2 separate regions of the Rattus norvegicus genome follow, and region 2 is linked to region 1. The links are chromatin contacts, called in public Hi-C maps. All regions are on one chromosome and are shown on one strand. The core of a region is the stretch at or near the end of the contact, and the rest is flanking DNA. Distances in the headings are between cores, read along the strand shown. Region 1 overlaps LOC102548743 (a long non-coding RNA gene). Region 2 overlaps LOC134486837 (DAZ-associated protein 2-like).

Region 1 (4,803 bases), core at 2,254-4,753:
CTAGCATACCCAGCTTTTTAAAGGTAAAGTCCATGTGTTGAGACACATCAGCCCATGGTCTGACACATTAGCACACAGTAACCCTGGAAGCTCTACTTCGACTTACACAGTTTGCATGCAGCACAGTGAAGCAAGCGGAAGGGTTGGCTGCACCACAGGAAGCTGCAGGTACATTCTGACTCCTTTTGCTCACACCATGACCTTGTCCTACCTAGGGAAAGTGGGAACTTTCACCTTACAGGGCTCTTGTGAAAAAAACGACATCAGGCAGCAAAAATCCCAAACAGATGGCCACCCAGTGGTTGCTGCCATTAACGTCCCTGAGGATCTCAGTGGGCCCTTTTGCCCTTCCTTTGGTTGTGTTCTACTTATTCAATTTGCCTAGCAGGAAAGTGACCTTGGCCACTCAGAAATGAAGAGCTGATGGCCTTGGGGAACTTGGAGAGGAAACAGAAATCTGAGGTTTGAGACCCTCCCAGAGCCTCCATTCAAGAGGAATGGCCTTCCTGCTTGGGCTGCAGGAACTTGAGACACCATAGCAACATTTGTATGTGGGCCTTATGGGGGGCTCTGGGGTATTTTTCAGATCTGCCTCAGGTTAGAATGTCTCACTGAGACTCTTGTAGACCTGACTCAGGAGCAAGGATGCAGGAAGAGAAACTGGTTCCTGTAGGAAACTGGTCCCTGTAGCTGGCATCCATTGGCATCTCTATCTTCAGCACCATAGGCATCTAACCTTCACTTCCCTCCTCGAGGCTCCTTCTCTCCATGTAGCTGGCAACTACAAGTCTTATTTCATCATTCTCTTCTTTGGGTCAACCTTCACCCACCTCAGCCTCATCAGCACCCATTACTATGATCGTTCACTGTTCACTTGGCCTAGCTCATGGCCCAAGCAGCCCTCCTCCACATAGTGATTGCAAATGTCCCAAATGCCACATTCAACACAACATACACCCTCTGCACCCTCCCTCCACACTCTGCTTCCCCCACTCCAGCCCCGGGTTTTCCTTCACCAGGTTCACCAATGTCCATGCTCACTGATTTAGCCTGTGACTCCCTCACCCTCTAGGATCCAGGGCAGAAGCCAAGGTCTCAGCCCTGGACTTTTCACCCCACTGTAAACATGATTAGTCTCATGGGACTGTGCCAAGCTTCCAACTATATAAACACATAGAAGGCCAACAAGTTATTAACTGAATACTCTGCCCTTCGCTCTGCAAATAGTACATCAAAAAAACAAACCATTCAAAAGATAAAACTAAAAAGTCCACCAGAGTTCTAATGTCCCAAATGCCACATTGGGTCACCTGGTCATCTTTGTTCGCCTCTTGCTTTAATTCATCTTTTCTCCCCAGACACGAGGATGAATTCAGGACCTCAAGGCTTGGAACTACACCTCAACCCCTCCATCTACTCTTTATTTTTGAGATAGAATTACACAAAGTAGACTGGCTTTGAACTCCTTGTGATCCTCCTGCCTTAGCCTCTCACTTAGCTGGGGTTGTAGACCTGTGCCACCAGATCTAGCTTCTGTATTCAGAATCATGGATTGTGTGGCCACGTCCCTCCTTCCTCCAGCTGCCCCCACTGCTCCCTCTGTGTTCTCCACCAGTCTAAGTAAGTCAAGTCCCCTGTGCTTAATGCACCAAGAGTACCTCTCTCCTTCACTGTGCCAAGAGACTTGGTAGCAGGTTGGTGATTAACTCTCTTTTCTGTTTGAATGGTGGTTGAGTTGTGTTTACCTTTTATCCTGCTGCAGGACCAAGCAAGCCCAAATCTGCCATTATCCATTATGTGTAAGAGAGGACTCAAATGTCCTGAGGGACTCTAGTAAGGAGATCTGGCCAAACAATGACAGAATTCGCATCAGAACTCATTGCAACCTAGATTCAAACATTTGATTGTACAAGCTATTAAGCAAATAGACTACTTGATGGGGTACATTGTGAATCAGGATGTGAATTTCAATTCCTTCAGACTGTGTATAGTGTACAGTGTATTCAGTGTATAGAAGACAGTATCTGTAGCCTTATATACTATCCTGTAAGTTTACAACAAGAAGAACAACAATAAAACTAGTGAACAAAAATAATCCTATTGGGGTTGGGGATTTAGCTCGGTGGTAGAGCACTTGTCTAGCAAGCGCAAGGCCCTGGGTTCGGTCCCCAGCTCCAAAAGAAAAAAGAAAAAAAATCCTTTTGGCTGAGGGTTCTGAGTACTGAGTCTCCCTCTTTTCGGTATAGGTGACAAAGGTGTCTACATATTATTAACAATTTGTCCACTGTCAATCCATTAATATGGGTCAATGGGCCCTCCTTACTGTGGCACCCTGCATAATCACAGACAACAGAAAATCCACAGTGTTTGCATATGTCTGGAGTCCTGTTGTCCTGCTGGGCCCAGCCCAGCCCCACTGCTCCTGGATACACTACCTGGGGGAAGTTATCAAATCTCTCCAGACCTGAGTTTTCCTTCCCTCTGAAAATATGGAATGTACTGCTCACCTTTAAGACGAGGTTATCACACATAATAATCCATGAGAAATGATTAACATCTCACCAGCACTCCTCCTCCTCCTCACCTCCTCCTCCTCTTCCTCCTCATTTTAATTCTTTTGTCTCCCTGCCCCTCTTGTTGTCTCCTTCCCCACCAGCCACATCCTGGTTTTGTCTTGTCTCCTAGTCTCTTCCCATCTCCTTCCCCCTTCCCCTTCCTTTCTAATAATTGTTGTTATGATAATCCTACCTACTTCTCAGCCAAAGTAAAACAGCACCATGTTGCATGAATCAAGAAGATGGGTTGTACTTCATATCAACTCACAGTGTGAGTTTCCCAAGGTTTATAATGTTCTTGACCCGTTCTCATTTGCCGCATCCTTCTAAATTATGAGCATCAGAGCTAAAGCATCTAAATGGATTCTGTCCAAACCAGCAAAGGCAAAATTATGACCAACTTGCCCGAGGGATACACTAGGGCTTCTTTTAGAGGAGTCCTAAATAGCAAGTTCTGGGGTCACAAGAACACTTGTTGATTCGGACTGCGCTTGTGAGAAACCTGTGCAACACGAGTATCTCAAAAACGGAGCCGAGGGCAAGGTTGCTAGGGTCAGGTTGTGCTAGCAAACTTGGACCTCCACCCAAGAGCAAAGTTCAAATGCAGCTCCTAGGGTAAATATTTGCTATTACCTCCATCTTGCTTTGTTTATCTTAAGGTCACGTAGCCTTTCACTTTCCCATCTGACTGGCATCCAGAGGTCATGGTGACCACACAGCTGGGCAGATGTTAGGAATCTGGGCTAAGCTGCTTTAGTGAGAATGTCAGAGTGGATTCCTTGTGGAATACTGTGTGGGAGAGGTGAACAGAGCTCTCTGGGGACTCAGGCCTTTCCCACCCATCCCTGGGAGCTCGACAATGAAGCTATGTTTGTCTTAGAGCACTGTGGCACTGAGTATCCAAAGGTGACAGCACTGACCACCCAACACAGCAGACACTCGAGCTCTTTGGCCAGTAACTTTTCAGAGTCAGCGCAAACACTGGAAAAGCATTTCGTAATGTTTCTGGCTGGGATGAAGATGTAGCCTTGACCCCATCCACCATGTGTTTTAAATCCCTGTATTTATTGATGCCAGCTCCGAGTGTTGCCTTGTGCTCTATGGGAGGAACCTTGGCCCTTAACACCATTAGTAATCGTCCTAGCAGGGCCATGGGTTCCCTTTAAGGTGACGGTAAATCTCTGCTTGGGAGTTTAGCTCTCTCTAGAGCAGGCGTCTAAGAAACACAGACATACAAGCAGAAGGGGAGGAAGGCGCCCAAGGGAGAGCCTAGATAACTAGTCCTCCTCCTTTTTTTAAAAGTATTTTTGCTGTTACTGCTTTTACAAAATTACATATGTGAGTATCACACATTACACTCCTCATCCCATCTCCCTGTCCACACTCACCGCCGCTCGCAAACCTCTCACTCATGTTCATATCTATTTGGTTTCGTGACCCACCAAGACTAACCTGAACCATCTGTGGGACTGTGAGTTTTGAGCTCTCTGTTGGAGTCCAGTCAGCTTAGCAGCAGATCTACAATGATTTCTCCCTCTCCAAGAATCTATAGACATAGTTTCAAGTTTCATGAGCCTCCCCCTCTCCTTGGCTGACTTGTATAGGCGAGACTTGATGGGGCAGTCTTGCATGGGCCCAGTGTAGGCAACTACAGTTAATTGAGTTAAGGAATACAGTAGTTGTACCGGCCTACTGTTGAACTCTTATGTTCCTAACCCTCTTCCACAGTGTCCCCTGTCTTAGAAGGGGTGGTATAGGTGACTTGTTTAGGGCCTACGGATACTCCATATTTTCTGCACCTTGGGAAGCCATGAGCTCCTGCAATCAGCTCTGTTCAGAGTAAGAAGAGGTTGCACTAATGAAGTCTGGGACAGCTTTCACTGAGAACCCTGAGCTTGGGGCTTTAGAAGGCAGTTTTCTGCTATGTCACTTTAGTTGGCTGACCAAAAACAAAACAAAAAACAAACAAACAAAAAAAAAAAACCACACTCCCTCTACTGCTCATCATTTCTAAATTTCTAACTGGATCTGTGTTCCCATTAAACCACCTCTCTCTTGGCTTCTCTCTTGCATCTTTCCACACTCAACAGATTTGTCTATGTGTGTGTTTGCTTGAATTTATGTGCACCATGTGCGTGCTGATGTTTACAGAAACCACAAGAGGACCTTAGTTCCTCTGGAACTAGAGTTACTTGTGAGGCACCTAATGTGGGTGCTGGTAACCAAACCCAGGGTCCTCTGCAAGAGC
Region 2 (4,895 bases), core at 575-3,074, 390 kb after region 1:
GCAACATTGTAACAAGTTGCGAGGAAGGGTTACTACGGTGGTTTCCATGCCCACTGTTCCTCTTAGGCTTGGGTATTTGAACACTTGTTCCCTATTGATGGCGCTGATTGTGGAAGTTAGGGAACATGAATACTTTTTTTAATGCAACTTCATCACTTGATTCAAATCTTCAAAATAGTCTTTATTCTACACTTTTAGTATAAAAAAATCCACACATTAAGAGCACCACAGTGTAGAGAGACATACAACGCTGAACTTCCATAACAGTCGATGGTACAGTCAAACATCGCATGTACAGAACACAAGATTTAGATGAACGGAAATCTCAGATAAAATAAAATCCAATCTTGGAAAACAAATCAATACATTAAGGATCACTGAAGTATTAATCCTAAAGCGCTCTCGCCGAACTCAAGTTATGTCATAATGAGGCGTTCATGTGACCCTACTGATCCACCTCAGGAAACTCCTGGGAGCCCAAGTGGCTGCATGCGACACTCAGGAAGTGATAGCTAGTTTTTTATCTAAAACTCCCTCAATTAGGTTTTAAAGCCAAGCTTTTGATACGCATCTTCTTCCCTGCCTGTCATTTTTTAAATTTTCCTAGGACAGTTTACACTGAGAACAGTTGGGTTCAGGCTTCTGGCACAGGGTGCATCAGAGGATCCTTATGAAAGACGAGTTAAAAAATGTCAGGTAGGACAGGCGCAGGGAGACAGGGGACTGAGTCTGACTGGCTCTCGGTCCTGCACCACTGATTCCATGGACACCGATGGGAGGGGTGGAGGACTGGGGCAGGACAAGTGGAGGCAGAGGATGGGAAGGAAAAGGCAGACAGCTAATGTGTTTCATTAACAAGTAAGATAAACCAGAGACTTAAAGGAGATTAAGTTTTGGGGCTGCTTCACCCACATTCATCTGAAGAATGGACACCTCCCTTCTTAGAATGCTTTATGGAGGGGCTGCTACCCTTACATGGTTCCTTATTAAATTTGAAAAATGCCTCAAAGTTTCGACACCAGAAAGACACCCCAAAAACATGTGTCTAAACTGCAACTTCAGGTTCATATGACTAAAGCAGTTACATTGTAAGAAGAACTGAAGGTATGTGATGTCTTCCCCAGCACAGGCGTGGCCACGGCTCCTCACCAAAGGGTGTAGCCACCCATGAAGAAGTTTCCCTTGCGCTGAGTTACAAGGAGTCATGACTGTCTCCCTGCATGACTGCAAGCTGGGCAGCATTGGGAGGGCATTCCGGAGGTGGAGGAGGAATGTCACCGGCGGTGGTACCAGCTCTAAATCTGGCACCTGCATCATACCCTCCCTCCACCAGCACTGCTAAGCCAGGTGGATAGATGGGACCAACTGGATAATGGGCCATGGGGATCGCACAGCCTAAACGCCCAACAGCCACGGACTGGGCCATAGGCAGATACAATGAGGCGCCAGGAACTGCAGCTGACTTGGTAGGGTCTGTGGCAGTCCCTGAATGAACAAAGCTTAAGACAAAGCTTAGATAGAGCTCTGAGTATGCAGGTATAGAGTGGAGTCTGAGGAAGATGTGAGGTCTGAGGAGATACTGGATTCTCAGGAGGCTGCACAGGGTAGGTAGGCTGTGTTGGATATTGACCTTTTGCTGTTCATGGTGACTCCAAGTCCACTTCCACTCGGTGTCGTGGACAGTTATTTTTCTAGACCTCTTCCTGTTCGGAGTCACTTCCGTGTCACATGACGATTGTCCACTCTGCGTCAGTCGATGCCTGAGAGCACTGCCCCAGGAAACCCCGCCCCCTCGCAGGCCCTGGAACATGGATACCTAACAGAGGAAGTACGTCACAAGGTCTTTGGAAGTCTGTAGCCTCCAGTCATGTCTAATTTGTTTGCCCAGCCTTGGGTGTGAAGGAGCCAGTTTTCTGTTCCCGCTGCCTGCTCTGACATGTTTTCACCTCCATATGGACTCCTTTGGCTCTGGCTCTGGCTCTGGCTCTGGCTCTGGCTCTGGCTCTGACTCTGGCTCTGGCTCTGGCTCTGGCTCTGGCTCTGGCTCTGGCTCTGGCTCTGGCTCTGGCTCTGGCTCCGGCTCCGGCTCCGGCTCCGGCTCCGGCTCCGGCTCTGGCTCTGGCTCCGGCTCCGGCTCTTCTCTCTTCCTGTGTCGCTGTGTCTGTTTGTCTCTCTGACTCTCTATATCTTTGACTCTGTGTCTGTCTCTGTGTCTATTTCTCTCCTCTCTCTCTCTCCCTCTCTCTCTCACCCTCTCACCTCACACACACACACACATGTGCACACACACATGTGCACACACACACGTGCACACACACACATATGCATGCATGTGCACGCTCACACACACATTGACACCGACTACATATTGACTACACACAATAATTACACTCATTGCAGACGTTTGAAAGGCGATGACAAAGACTCAGTGCAAACTTGCCATCATCAACATTCCAGATGCATCTAGACCACAAAAGCTGAGATCCTCCTGAAAAAGCAGTTTGGTACTCGGCTCTCTGTTTAAACTTAGTGTTGCCCTATGAATATTTCCCTATGCCTTAAAATAGCTCCCAGAGCATGCATTTCACAGTATAGCTACAGCAGAAAGGCTAGAAGCTAAATCCCCCCGAAAGGCCTTTCCCCATCTGGTTGAGATTGTCGGAGGTGTGAATCTGCAGTGTGCTTCAGTCCTGTGATGGAGACGCCTGACAGCCAGGAAGCCCTCTGAACCCCAGCTGAGGGTGAATTCCTCACACTTCACAATATAAAGAACTGAGTCCTGTTTAGTGTGGAAGAGAGGCCTTTTGTCTTCAGAGTATACACAGGCCCTGGTGGATTTTCCTCTTACAGAAACAGAGGTCGGATTTACATATCCAGAGCCTTATAGAATGTAGTTGCTAGGCTCTGCAAGGACCCATGAGGCAGTGGGGGGACTTGAGGTGTCCAGATTCAAGATCCACAAGGTTAAGGTGAAAACGCTGAGTTTCGTTGACACCCCTCCCACCGAGAATTCACTCCAGAGGGCAAGTGGTCTGATGGTGCTGCAGCGAGAACATTTCCTTGTCAACTGCAGCAAATCCAAGCCCACTTCTCCCACCCCAACCCTGTGAGCTTTGGCTCCAGACACCCTGTGAGCTTTGGCTGGGGAGTGACAAGCCTTTTCAACTATCCATCCCTCCTGACACAGAAAATCTGGGCTGAAAGTGGGTTGCAATGGGGTGGAACAGCCAACAAATAGAACACATGCTAGCCAGAAGACATTTCATCTGACCAAGATCATGCAACCAATGGGACTTCTAAGTTGCTTCTGGCAGGAGCTCTACAACCTCTGAGGCCCAGCAGATACAGGCATGCTCACCTTTACCAAAGCTATATGCTCCCATGGAACTGGAGGGGAAGGGGGCTTAATTATTTTTTTAATTTGATAAAAAGTGTTTTCTAAAATTCAGGTCTCTTGCCAGCTTACCAGGAGCCTGGTCTTGGACAGCTTATCTGATTGGATGGCTCTGGGAGGCAGGTCAGTGGTGCAGAGGATGCGATGCTATGAACAAAGCAGCCGAGCTCCTTCGATCGAACTGAGAATCCCTGTGAGCTGTCAGATGCACTTGCAGAGAGGTGCCCGTGCTTGTGCATGAGCTCCTTGGACCAGTTTGCTCAAGTAGAAGCAGGTTAACTCAAGGTTCAAGTCGCTGGTGCAGAAGGGCTGAGGGAAGCCTGTTGGCAAAGGACAGAGGCAGCAAAGTAGAGGAGAAAGCGCATCTACCTAGGGAAATAGTCTTTCCAGGTGTACAGGTAGGTCCTGATGTTAAAATCCTGTTCCCCAATTGGTTCTTGATTTGTCAGTAAAGAAGGCCGATGGGCCAATTGCTGGGCGGAAGGTACAGGTGGGACTTCCCGGTCCCAGGAGGGAAGGGAGATGCAGAAAAGGAGAGAGGAGCTTTGGGGGAGGAAGAACGCAGCAGTCATGTGAGGTCTCCACTATAGGCGGGTGGCCAAGGATGTTCAGCATGAGCTAGGTGGGACTAGCCACTGAAGGTTAGGGCAGGTGTAGAAACAAAGACAAGAAATTGGTGAGGTCGTGCTTTTCCAGGTGGGAGACAGTAACACCCAACAATTGTGTCAAGAAGGCAAATTGTGGGTTGGGGATTTAGCTCAGTGGTAGAGCGCTTGCCTAGCAAGCGCAAGGCCCAGGGTTCAGTCCCCAGCTCCAAAAAAAAGAAAAAAGAAAAAGAAAAAAAAGGCAAATTGTAAAGGAACTAACTGTGTGTGTGTGTGTGTGTGTGTGTGTGTGTGTGTGTGTGTGTGTGTGTGTGTCTTTTATCCTCTGATTCAAGGGTCCTGGGTGGGAGCTCATAGCACAATTACCTCCTGGAGCAAAGGCAGGTAAACAAAAGGGAAACCATGAGGGGCTGGTAGCACAGCGGATCCTGGACAAAGGCAGTAGCTTTTAAAACTACGCGCAACACCCAGGTCCAGAGAGAACGCTGGGGTATCTGCAGGACAGGAACTCTCACTGTGGCCCGGACCCAGAGACTGCGATGCTGAGCCGGAGTGCCTGAGAGGTCCCTCCACACTTAGAAGCAAGTCCCCTGTGTGAGCTGCAGCACTAATAGGTCTCGTCTATGGTCTGGGATCTGCACTGCGCTGAGGTCTATGGGAGTTGCACCTTTGAATCTGCTCCCCTTTGAATCTGACTAGGCTGTGAGACTGATATACTGAACAGTAGGAAACCACTTTCGGGTCTTAGTGTGTGCAATAGTTAATCTTTAGGGTCAACTTGACTGGGTTTTAAATCACTGAAGAAGACGGTTTCTGTGTCATCTGGGAGGGATTTGAATTGGAAGAAAACACTGGCCCTGAATGTGACAGGCACCAAACCATGCCCTTAAGTCTTA

What was found. Hi-C and Micro-C count contacts between places; a contact is called where the count stands out from the background.
Region 2: a contact with region 1 is called in a Hi-C map of liver, with 5 times the contacts expected there. The contact joins two enhancer-like sites. A contact is called at or near these places in 3 of 12 Hi-C or Micro-C datasets (kidney and liver).

The regions. Positions count from the first base shown.
Region 1 is chr4:152,185,493-152,190,295 of GRCr8, forward strand. All of the region lies in intron 3 of LOC102548743 (a long non-coding RNA gene), which reads left to right. Among named protein-coding and RNA genes, the nearest start is that of Cxcl12, 130 kb to the left of the region's middle. Within about 2 kb of position 3,504, at least 5 of the 93 cell types and tissues checked have an H3K27ac peak or open chromatin away from gene starts, as enhancers often do. A contact at or near this core is called in liver, where this site is marked.
Region 2 is chr4:152,576,672-152,581,566 of GRCr8, forward strand. It overlaps LOC134486837 (DAZ-associated protein 2-like), which reads right to left. Exons shown (of 3, transcript XM_063286975.1): 3 at 161-3,714. The coding sequence starts at 1,810. The coding sequence ends at 1,193. Among named protein-coding and RNA genes, the nearest start is that of Zfp637, 99 kb to the right of the region's middle. Within about 2 kb of position 1,825, at least 3 of the 93 cell types and tissues checked have an H3K27ac peak or open chromatin away from gene starts, as enhancers often do. A contact at or near this core is called in liver, where this site is marked.